Linked DNA regions of Mus musculus: regions 2 and 3 are each linked to region 1. A link is a contact called in public promoter capture Hi-C data. All regions are on one chromosome and are shown on one strand. The core of a region is the stretch at or near the end of the contact, and the rest is flanking DNA. Distances in the headings are between cores, read along the strand shown.

Evidence for each region. Promoter capture Hi-C pulls out the DNA fragments that hold promoters and counts their contacts.
Region 2: a promoter capture Hi-C map of pre-B cells shows a contact between it and region 1. The contact joins the promoter of Fbxl4 here to the promoter of Manea in region 1. A contact is called at or near these places in 1 of 39 promoter capture datasets (pre-B cells) and 1 of 484 Hi-C or Micro-C datasets (CD4 T cells).
Region 3: a contact with region 1 is called in a promoter capture Hi-C map of pre-B cells. The contact joins the promoter of Usp45 here to the promoter of Manea in region 1. A contact is called at or near these places in 1 of 39 promoter capture datasets (pre-B cells) and 1 of 484 Hi-C or Micro-C datasets (B cells).

Annotation. Positions count from the first base shown.
Region 1 is chr4:26,344,405-26,348,044 of GRCm38.p6, forward strand. Manea (mannosidase, endo-alpha) reads right to left here and starts at 2,248. Exons shown (of 5, transcript NM_172865.2): 1 at 2,193-2,248.
Region 2 is chr4:22,356,006-22,359,408 of GRCm38.p6, forward strand. Fbxl4 (F-box and leucine-rich repeat protein 4) reads left to right here and starts at 1,538. Exons shown (of 9, transcript NM_172988.4): 1 at 1,538-1,676.
Region 3 is chr4:21,774,602-21,778,372 of GRCm38.p6, forward strand. Usp45 (ubiquitin specific petidase 45) reads left to right here and starts at 1,669. Exons shown (of 18, transcript NM_152825.2): 1 at 1,669-1,716.

The sequences.
Region 1 (3,640 bases), core at 998-3,497:
TGTAGCATGAACAATTCCTTGGGTTCTAGGTTTGACCCTTAGTCCAACCTGCAGAAAACAAACAAACAAATACAGCATATGCCTTATTCTCTAAAATACCATTCAAGGTTCAAGTCAAAGCAAAAGTCTGGATTCTCTCCTCACGTCTCTCCTAAAGACTCCTGAGTAGAAAACTCTATTGAAGCAACCCTGCTCTTCTTTAATGTTGGCAATTCTTACACTGTACACTATACCAACTTATCTGTGTACAAGTTTTTGAATATATATATACTACAGCATATATATATATATATATATATATATATATATATATATATGTGTGTGTGATTGTGTGTGTGTGTGTGATTGTGTGTGTATAGGGTATATATATATATATATATATACACCCTAGTGTATTTATACTCTACTAGATCCCAAAAAATATTATATACCTCTGATTATTATTCAGCTTACTTAAGTTTTGGCCCTCCTTTTTCTTACAATGGTAGGTATTCAGCAAATATATCTGTAACATATTCTATTATACATATGCAGACCATATTTGTGTGAGGTGTATAAACAACACTGTAAAAGAAAATTTATGATTTGTGTGAGGTGTATAAACAACACTGTAAAAGAAAATTCATGAAGATTCAATAATTTTGAAGACCATCTAAACAATAGAGCATCTTAAATTTTGTGACAACACATTGCCCCTGAAGCATAAAACAAGCAGTGCTCTTGCAGGAGACAGACAAAGAAACTACTTTACTTAGCTCTAACTAAAGAAAGAGGTTTCATAAGTCCCTTGTGAGAAAAACAACTACCAAACTTCCAGTCAACTGCAGGTGTGTAGCTTCTTAAAGCAAGAAGCTCAGGCTACTGACTACTAACAATGTGTCCTCACTCAAAGGGAAGTTTGCACTACCCCGAGTTAGAAAACTAGTTCTTCTGAAACCATGCTAATTTTATGTTGTGAAAGTCAAGTGATTTCGAATGAATAGTACTACATACTCCTCAAGCAGCTAAGAGATCTAAATAACCCTGAAGCCGAATGTTGTGGATTGTTTTAAATGCATTTGCTCATATTATATAGCTCAGGAAAATGCAGATTCCATTTTAAAGTTATAATTAAATTATAAAGATTCTTCCTGTTTTATTTCATTCTGTTGATGCTATTTTCTTCTAATTTTATGCTAGAGGAAGTACCTACAGTTAGATACAGCTAACGCTCAGAACACACATCTAAAACTTTCAGAATCTTGCTCAGGTCAAAGTGTGGGTAATCTTTTGTACACAAGTTCTGTCCGGCATAATCTCATTTTCCATTTTTATCTTCACAACCGTCTATGAAACAGAACTTCATGTTACAGGTGATGAAACTGAGCAGAGAACTTTTTCCAAGATTTTGGGCTAGTAAACAGCTGAGCACCCTACAAAGGCAAAACACTGTACTGGACCTTAGGTTCCTGGCTCCAGCCTGCCCTGAGCGGCCTCAAGTAGAGAAGTCATACTACAATGACATTTTTTCACTGTGGAAGGTGACTTAACAATGGTTCCCTCGCCTTCCGCTGTAGCTCACACTTAAGGAGAAGGCAGCTAGCTCATTGTGTTTATTTTCTGACCACATACTCAACTCATTGCTTATTATAGGAATAAGAGCAGCAGCTTTGTAAGTGTAACTAACCTGAAATAGTTTCACCAAAACCTACAGTAGTTCTGCATTTTTTTTTTCTTCCAAGCTGCAGCCCACACATTGCAATGCGATCAGACCAACCACTCTCATTTGTCTTTCTAAGCTCATTCCAGACCCACAACAACGCTCACGAAAGCCTCCTTGTAAGCCATTTTCAGTACTTCTCCCACTATATTATCCGTTTATGTCTTTGACAACAACAAAACAAAAGTTTTAAGCTCCGGTCCTCGCCAACTTGTTCCTCCGCAGACAGAAAAGGAGACGGCCACCCTGAAGGGACAGTGGAAAAGGCAGAGCCCGGCCAGTTAAAGGAGAACAGAACAAAGACCCCGGAGGAGGACGCACTTGTCCTGGCGGCCTTCGGGGTCGTAAGCTGGGCTAGGAGACGGCCGGGCGACCGCCAGGGGCCTCCGCTCGCAGGTTCGGGGCTCAGGACCGAGTGGTGATGAACCACCTCAGGGCCAACTCGGGCATCCAGGCAGACAAGGACGGGCTCAGGCGCGGTGCGGACACTAACCTAGCGGCGGGGACCGGCGCGGAACCGGGCTGCTGGGCTGAGCGCGACTGGATTCCTAGAGGCCCGGGGTCAAAGGGCGTCGCAGGCAGGCGGCCCACGATTGGCTGGCGGGCGAGCGCGCAGGGGTTAGCTGCGGAGTCCCTGTGGGTCTCAGTTCCGGGGCCTCACAATTGCTCACCGGGGTCTGGGACCCTGCCTCCGCGTGGACCCACCGGATAAGAGAAAGAACCGTGAATCCTACCAGGGCTGACAGCTCTTGCGGCCGCACCGCTACCCCTCCCAGGTCCCGCCTCCTAAAGGACAGCGCGGGGCGTGGCTCCAGGGGTTGAATCTCCGAGAAGGCGGGGCTTCTGGGCGGACCTAAGCGGGCGGGGCTTTCGGGGAGAGGCTCCGAGTCCCCTAGCTTGTCCTGGAGTCTACTGCAGGGTCATGGTGGAGGAAACTACATTAAGTCAGACAGTATCCCTTAATTGCTCCAAGGAGAAATGAAAGTTCTTTTACACTTTTGCCTCTCAAGATAAGCCAAGACTCTCTGATAGAGACCAGATGTGTTTTGTTTTTCACTTTTAAAAAATCCTTTTAAATGTTACTCAGATTTATAATACATTGGGTATTTCCAAAGTTTTAAAGTTGAAAACGTGTTTTAGTTTATCAAACAGTTATTGGCAAGTCAGAAGTAGACAGACAGATATATTAAACTTCCACAAGTATACTAGGAATCAATACAATTGTACAATACAATTGTGTAATTGTACAATTACAGTAGAAAGAGAATAAGTCAGAAGCAAAAAAAAAAAAAAAAAAAAAATTGCAGCAGAGGCGAGGCTGCATCTGGGGTTTCCATCTTACATCAGCCTCACATACCAAGAGGATTCTATGTTTTGTTTTTGTTGCATGGTAACAAGGCAATCTTGACTCAAGGGGTAGAACTTTCAGATGTGATGTTGTGAAAAGTATTGTAAAGGCTTCCCTTTAAAAAACTACCGGATTATAAAAGAGATTTGAAATATACATGTAAATAATGAAAGAAAATACCCTAGTGATGGCTGCAAAAGCTTAAGGCAAAGAGTCTTGTTTCACTATCACCATTAAGCAGTATATTGTGTTCTTAAATATCTTGCTCTTTTAAAAGTAGGATTTTGAAAATATGTAGTTTCCTAAAAATCCTATCTTCCTGGCTTTGCATATTAAATAAGTGAAATATTTTCTGATTTTCCATGCAAACATGTTTGCTACACATTTATGATTTGAAATTCCTAAACATACAATCTATTTTGCATCAACTAGTTTGCTTCATCATTATAAAAACTGTCTTTTAATGTTTTCCCCAAAATGTCATCAAATTGAATTTCCTTTAAGTTATGTGTTCCCCTCCATCCTGAAGATATCCGCCTGTTCACATCCCTCTGGCTATTAGGCTTACTGGAAAAATGACTGCTTTCAATCTA
Region 2 (3,403 bases), core at 288-2,787, 4.0 Mb before region 1:
AGGGTCAGGTTTTTTATTTTTAATAAATTAGCATGATTTAAACACAGATTTTATTTTAGAATAAATATTCAGATTTACAAAAACTCTGTGATGAACAGATTGAGATGACAGACAAGCTGACCTCACAGCTGCCCTTGGTGTTAAAGAGATGGAATGCTCTTCCTGCTGGCCTTGAACTCACTGACATCTGCCTGCCTCTGCCCCCCAATGGCTGGGATTAAAGACATGCTCCACCACACCCAGTTCTAACCCTCTCCTTTTAGAACCTAGCTCACCAGATAGTGTCACAGTTAAGAATGGAAGATGGAAATTGAGTTTGAAGTTTTTGATTAAAATTTCACTTTTGTGTAGATTACACAGCATAGCATAATTGTTTCACTTCATGTGGTGGTCTGGATGAGATACTTTTATATGCTGGGGCCTTTCAATATGTGGTTCCTAGTTGGTCTGTTTGGGGAGGTGGAGGAGGTATGGCTTTGCTGATGGAAGTCAGTCATTGGGCCTGGCTTTGACAGATCAAAGACTTACCTGTTTCGAGTTGGTTCTTTGTACTTCGTTGTTTGCAGTTGGAGATGTGAGCTCTTAGTTGTTTGTGCCACCATACCTGGTGCTTGCTGCAGTGCTCCGGGTATGTAAGTGATTCTTAACCATCTGGAATCCCAAGTCTCATTGTTTTGGCTGTGATGTTTTGTTACAGCGATGGAAAAGAAAGTAACATAAAATTAACAAGTATTCTTTCTATTTTGCTTCTTCAAGAGAAAATTGGAAATCATGAGTGGTTCAGCATATTATTGAGTTTCCCATAAATAGGGCTGGAGAGACAGCTCTTTCAGAGACCCTGTTTGGTTCCCAGAATCCACTTCTGACAGCTCACAAATGCCTGTAATTTCAGCTCCAGGATATCTGATCTCTTCTGCCTTCAATGGCACCTGAACACATGTGTGCGCATGAACAGCACACACACACACACACACACACACACACAGATTAATAAAAAATTAAAATAAATCTTAAAGTTTTTTTTTATTAATGGAAACCTTGTGGAAAGACAGATGTAACGACAACTGAAGAAAGGTTCATTTGAAAAGAAATGGAGACTTAAGGGAGACCCGTGACAGCATCTTCATCACAGGTGGTCAGGTGAATATGCGCCTGCAGGGAAGGTTTGTTTCTGAGGGCTGAAGAATTTGTATATTAATTGGTGGATTGTGCCTGCTGAGAACTTTTACTGCTCTAGAAGTTCTCTTTCTAGTGCTCCTGTGCTGAAGTGCTTTTTTGCATAATACTTGGGTTGAGTCACCAAGTCCGAAGAAGCTCCAGCAGAACTACATTACTTCTGGAGGGCTATCTTTGGCAGGATGAGTAGCGTAAAGGTTCTGCAACCCGCTGCCAGTCCCCGAGCAAACAGGCCATTTCTAAAGCACCACTGGCCTGGCTAATCAGCTCAAACAACCAGGGCAATCCGGCAGCAGCCAGCCCGACCCTGGCCCCGCCCTTCGCCAGGCCCCGCCCCGCCTCCGGCCCCGCCCCGCCTCCCGGCCTCGGTCTTCCTTCCGGGTCGCGCTGGGCCGGGCCCGCCGCCGCGGCAGCAGCACGGGATACTGGGAGCCGTCTCCTGCTGCCCACGCTGCGGGCTTGCGGCGAAGCTCTGTTCGCCCAGTTCCGGACCCTGCAGGGTACGGCGCTTTCTTCCTTCCTCCCTCTTCAAGGTCTCGACGTTCCCCCCTCGGCGTGGGCGGGGCCGGGCGCGCGCCACTCTGGGGAGCGCGGGGCGGAGGCTCTGGGCCCACGCGTGCCTATGGTGCTGCGCCGCTGTGCTGGCGGAGACCGGACGTGGGTGCCGCCGCCTCCTGTCGCGGCTCTCTTGGGCCTGGCACGCTCACGGCGAGCTGCGGACGCTGGGCCTGCAGGCTGCGCAGCCCTGACTTCCCTCTCACGCGGGAAGGTTTCTGTCCAGGCAGGCTCGAGCCAGGAGATGCCAGGCTGCAGCCTTCTTTCCATCGTCTGGGGTGGGCCCAGCCACTTGTCAACTATGTTTGGCGATGGGGTTGGTTCTGCATTTCATCGGCTTCCCAAGTGCTCTTAGTCCCAGAGCTGTCAGCAGTCAGTTCTACTTGTAATCCACAAAGGGTCAGGAAGTTAGCTGGCTGTGGCCCACTGGTCTGCTCTGTTGGGAGCCACCTGCTCCCTCTGCTTCCTGCGCACACTCTGAGGAGATCCTAAGGCAGGCACACTGCTTATCTTGCCCACTCTCTCGTCCTACACGATTAATGAGTACAGGGTCCCTCGCACTCCTCTGTCTTGGAGTAAGTCTTGGGTGGAAGTGAAGTCTCATCTAGTGGCGCTAAGAATTAGACAGTCTTGAGTAGTCATTGAATTCCATTATTTCCAGACTTGCGTACCAATTTGAAAAATTCCTGTCCCACGTTTTGGCTCTTTTGAACCCTATTCCGTCTTTGTTTTCAAAGTCAGAGAGGTCAGGGCCTAAGACCTGGTTGTTTGTGGTCCTGTTGCTGCTGTCTTACAGTGTTGTTTACAGCTGATGTTTTGCTTTCAAATATGGTCGTCGAATCTTTACCAAGCCACTGCCCAGTCTTCTCAGCTTGGAAGCGTTACTATTTGCCGTCTTCGCTGTTCTAAGTTTGGAGTCCTCTTGGGTCTTTCATAATATGGATTGTGACTAACCCCCACCCCCCTCCGTGCACGTGCCCCATGGTTTGTTGTCTTACTCAACTTTGGTGTGAGATAAATAATGCTGTGCCTTCTTGGTTATTACTGGCCAATGACTTCATCCCAATTTGTCGAGTTCTGTTCTTTTTCTTCCTGTCAAGTGCTGGTATATGGTGAACACTTGGCGCCCGTGTATTCTTGAGACCTTCTGAACTGCTAGCAGTGACCTACTTCCTGTGGTAATGCCATGCTGCTCTTGTTTCTCCAGCTTTACAGTGTGTGGCGATTCAAACCTTGTCTGACATATCATGAACATCAGTGGATATTTTTGTAATGAACATTTAGTTGAGGGCAGGTTGGATTCCTTTTGTGTTTGAGTGTTGAGGTAGAGCTCTCAATGTAGCCTTGGCTGGGCTCTCTTAGAGGTCTTGTTGGCCCTGGCCCCTGAGAGATGGGGCTAAAGGTATGAAGAACTGCACTGAGTTGAATTCCCTTGTGTCTCGCCCCTCCCTCTAAAATGCCTTGCCAGTTTTTGAAATTTGTAAATTTGCCTTTCCTTTGGTCAGGTGAATTAATGGCCAAATTCTTAAATAAGCTGTCTTTTTGCTCACCCCGTTTACCCTGTCGAGTTGTTCCACATAGAAACTGATTCCCAGTCGCACGTCTGTTGACTTGGGATCTTCTCTTCGTGTGTGCAGTGTCCTGTTGGCCGTTATCAGTGATAACATAACAA
Region 3 (3,771 bases), core at 419-2,918, 4.6 Mb before region 1:
GGCTGGGCAATGGTGGTGCATGCCTTTAATCCCTGCACTTAGGAGGCAGAGGCAGGTGGATTTCTGCGTTTGAGGCCAGCCTGGTCTACAGAGTGAGTTCCAAGACAGCCAGGGCTATACAGAGAAACCCACAGTCATCTATAAGAAGGAACACAGGGGCCCCAGTGGAGAAGCTAGAGAAAGCACCAAAGGAGCTGAAGGGGTCTGCAACCCTATAGGTGGAACAACAATATCAACTAAACAGTACCCCCAGAGCTCATGTCTCTAGCTGCATATGTAGCAGAAGATGACCTAGTCGGCCATCACTGGGAATAGAGGCCCCTTGGTATTGCAAACTTTATATGCCCCAGTACAATGGTATGCCAGGGCCAAGAAGTGGGAGTGGGTGGGTAGAGGAGCAGGGCGGGGTGGGGGGTATAGGGAACTTTCCGGATAGCATTTGAAATTTGAAATATATATAAAGAAAAGATCTAATAAAAAAAAAAAGAAAGAAAAACCAGAAAAAAACAAAAAACAAAAACCTGACACAATTTAGGATGCAAATTTTTGCATCTTTTACATAGTCTATTTCAAATTCAATACTAACATATGAAACTTGATATTTATACAGACAAATTTGAAATTTGTATATAGACTTTGGAATTATATCATAACCCAAACTGTTCTTACAGATGCAGCATTTCTTTTTTTCCCTGGAAGAAAATGACCTTCTAAAAGACAATTATGTACCCCATACCTAGTATCTTGACCAGCATGCTTGTATTCCACTGCATTTGTCTAATGAATGGTTCCTATAAACAACATAAAGGAAGAGTTCTCTCCTTTGCCAAGTTTCCCCATGGAAATGAATTAGATTTTTAAGTTAAAAAAAAAAAAAAAAGTGGAAACAACAAACCACAACAACAAACCCAGTCAGCTTTTGGTTCTTAACTGAACTCTTTTAAACTCCAACCCCAGCACACGATCCATTAGGTCACAACTTGTCCCTTGTGAAAGACTGTGGCTCATCAACTAGTGCTTGCAAGAAATTATTTTTTGTTTTTTAAATTTTTTTATTTTTTGTAACAGGAAGAGGGTATCGGATCCCATTACAGATGGTTCTGAGACACCATGTGGTTGCTGGGAATTGAACTGAGGATCTCAGGATGAGTAGTCAGTGTTCTTAACCACTGAGTCATCTCTCCAGCCCCACAACAAAATTTCAAACCAACTGTTTTTACTCAAAAGCAAGGTGTACATTGTTGTAACAGATGATCGGATTGAGCAGAATTACAGGTGTGATGTACAATCTAGTTCAGAAGTGAGAACCACGTGAAATAAAACGTTAAAATCATATAGAGTGAATCTCAGATGCGACTTTAGGTTCCGAGTTGGGTGATGGAACAAGGGAAGCTGTCTTAAAAGGCACCCAGCAAGTGGGACGCAGCTCACTAAAGCCAGCGCCTGCATCCAGGCCCCGTGGCTGGCACTGTAATCAGTTGGCTGCAGGGCGCCATCCCCTCATCCCATCTACACTCCTCCACCATGCTCCAACCTCCAAGCCGCCAAAGGAAAACCCAGATCTGGGTCTGGACTCAAAGTCCCGCCTTCGGCCCACCCAGAACACCAGACCCCGCCCTCGCCCCCGCCCAGGACGCCAAGCCCCGCCTTCTCCGGGTTCCCCTCTGCACAGGCGCAGAAGCTCCTGCGTGTGGAAGCTGCGGCCCGGCGGGCGGGGTGAGTTGGGGCCCAGGCTTTGGGGTCACTGTAACCACTGTGTCTTCGCTTGGGCGACGAGACCTTCCTGTACGTCAACCAGCCTAGAAAGAGAGGTTTCCTAGCCTACCCTCGCGTCCAGATTCACAAAGGCACCAGGCGGCCTCCCGGGCCGAGTGCTGGCGGCAGGGGGGAAGAGCCGGGGTCGGGGAGGGAGCCAGGCCGAGTCTCGTCTTTTTGGTGACCCGGGCATGCAGCGTCCGCTTGTCCCCTCGGGGTCTCCCCTCGCAGCACATCCCGCTCTGCTAACTTGGGGTGCATTCATGGCCTGACGAAGAGCCTAGACACAGCTTTTTGGCGACGCCAAATATTAGGTTAGGGGTCGATCCTATACCTGAGCCCACGTCCGGCTCCCGGACTTCTGCAAGTCACTTTACCTCTATCCAGTTCCAAGTGTAAATTAAGGATGATGATAGTGACGTATCTCAAAGTGCTTGTAAGAGGTTCATAGAATTGAGTGTTTTGAGCCCGGGTATCTAAAAGGAAGATGTTTGCATTTCCTCTTCTCACGCTGGAGAATAGCAGCCCAAAACTTAAAAAAAAATCAAAACAAAAACCAATTTGACAAGGGAAGCTTGTAGCCAGTTGAAAAGTGTGATATTAATTGCGTTAGCCGTACATCCTTTGTTAGAGGTAACGCAAGTGCTAGATAATATTTAAATTAAAAGCTGAAGTTGACGTCTCAGCAGGTCGCCAAACCTGATGGTTCAATCTCCTGGACCCACGAGGTGAAAGAGAGAAGCTACTCTGACCTCACTAATGCAAATCGAAACACTAAACACGTGCACAGCCATACATATAAAATACATCAATAGATTTATGTTTTAAAAGAAAGCTGTAACGTTTGATGTTTGCAAAACCTCAAAAAAAAAAAAAAAAAAGAAAGAAAGAAAAAGCCAGAACATGTTTGTGGTGAAGTCAGGCCTGAAACTTCTGTCCTTTGATGGCTCTGCCTGCAACATTGGCCCTTGTTTGGCATCTTAAAACTTGGAGTTTGGGCATGTTCTGATGTAGTAGTAATTGTTCTATACTCAGCATTATGTTTCATGCCAAAATGACCAGTTACCATACAGTTTCTGTGCTCCAAGTCTCTAATGGGTTCCCCTGAACCCAGATTCATGTTGCTGCTTAGTCCTTGTCTTACCCACCTGAAGAGAGAGACTTTATGGAAGTTATGGGCAAAGTACCCTTTTCCAGTCTAGTCGGGTTGAGTGTTCATAGAATGTACCATGAAATATACAACCATGTGCTGAATCCTGTGAGTCAGTCCTCTTGACTCCTCAGTGCCAGGAGAGACTTGGAGGTTTCCAGACACAATTTTGATAATGGAAAGCCTTTGAAAGTCCAGTAGTTGGATTTTAATGTTGTTTGCTTGCTTGTTCTGCCTTAAGTGGCATTTGTAGGAGAAGGTTACATGGTATTGCCACATTATGGCTTGTGGATGTTCAGATAACGTTACATCTGCTAGAAAAATGATTGGAAATTGCCCCTCCATTACCGGGAGACGTTTGAGACAACGGTTTCGAAAAAGGTAGCAGGTTGTTTACAAAGTCAAAATCAAAAATCTGCCTCTGAGTATTCTTCCAGAGGTCATCATTATCTGTACATAAATCTTCATCAAGGGTTTATCTGTTATAGGGGAAAATATATCATTTCTCGTGAGCTGTTTCTGTCTGAGAATGCCTTACTCTGGCCAGGGCTCAAATTAAAGTTAGTGGATGCAGGTTTGTAAATTTAGAGGTGGAAAGCCGGGATTGGTGGGGCGGTAGGGGAGGTGCAGGTGAGACTGAAAAGGGTTTGGAGTGTCTGAGTATTGTGCACAGAAGTTGTCCAGGGAGAGGTGTGGGGGATGAGGGTAAGCCCGGTCTTACAAGACTTTCTGAATACATGAGAAAATGGTGACTTGGGTTCATCTAGAATTGGCTTCTGCTAAATGGCTGATAGAGTGTTTACTTACTAAAGCTAAATGTGACCACGTGATTTTCTTTAGTCAGCTAATATGAGCTTCCAGGCAAA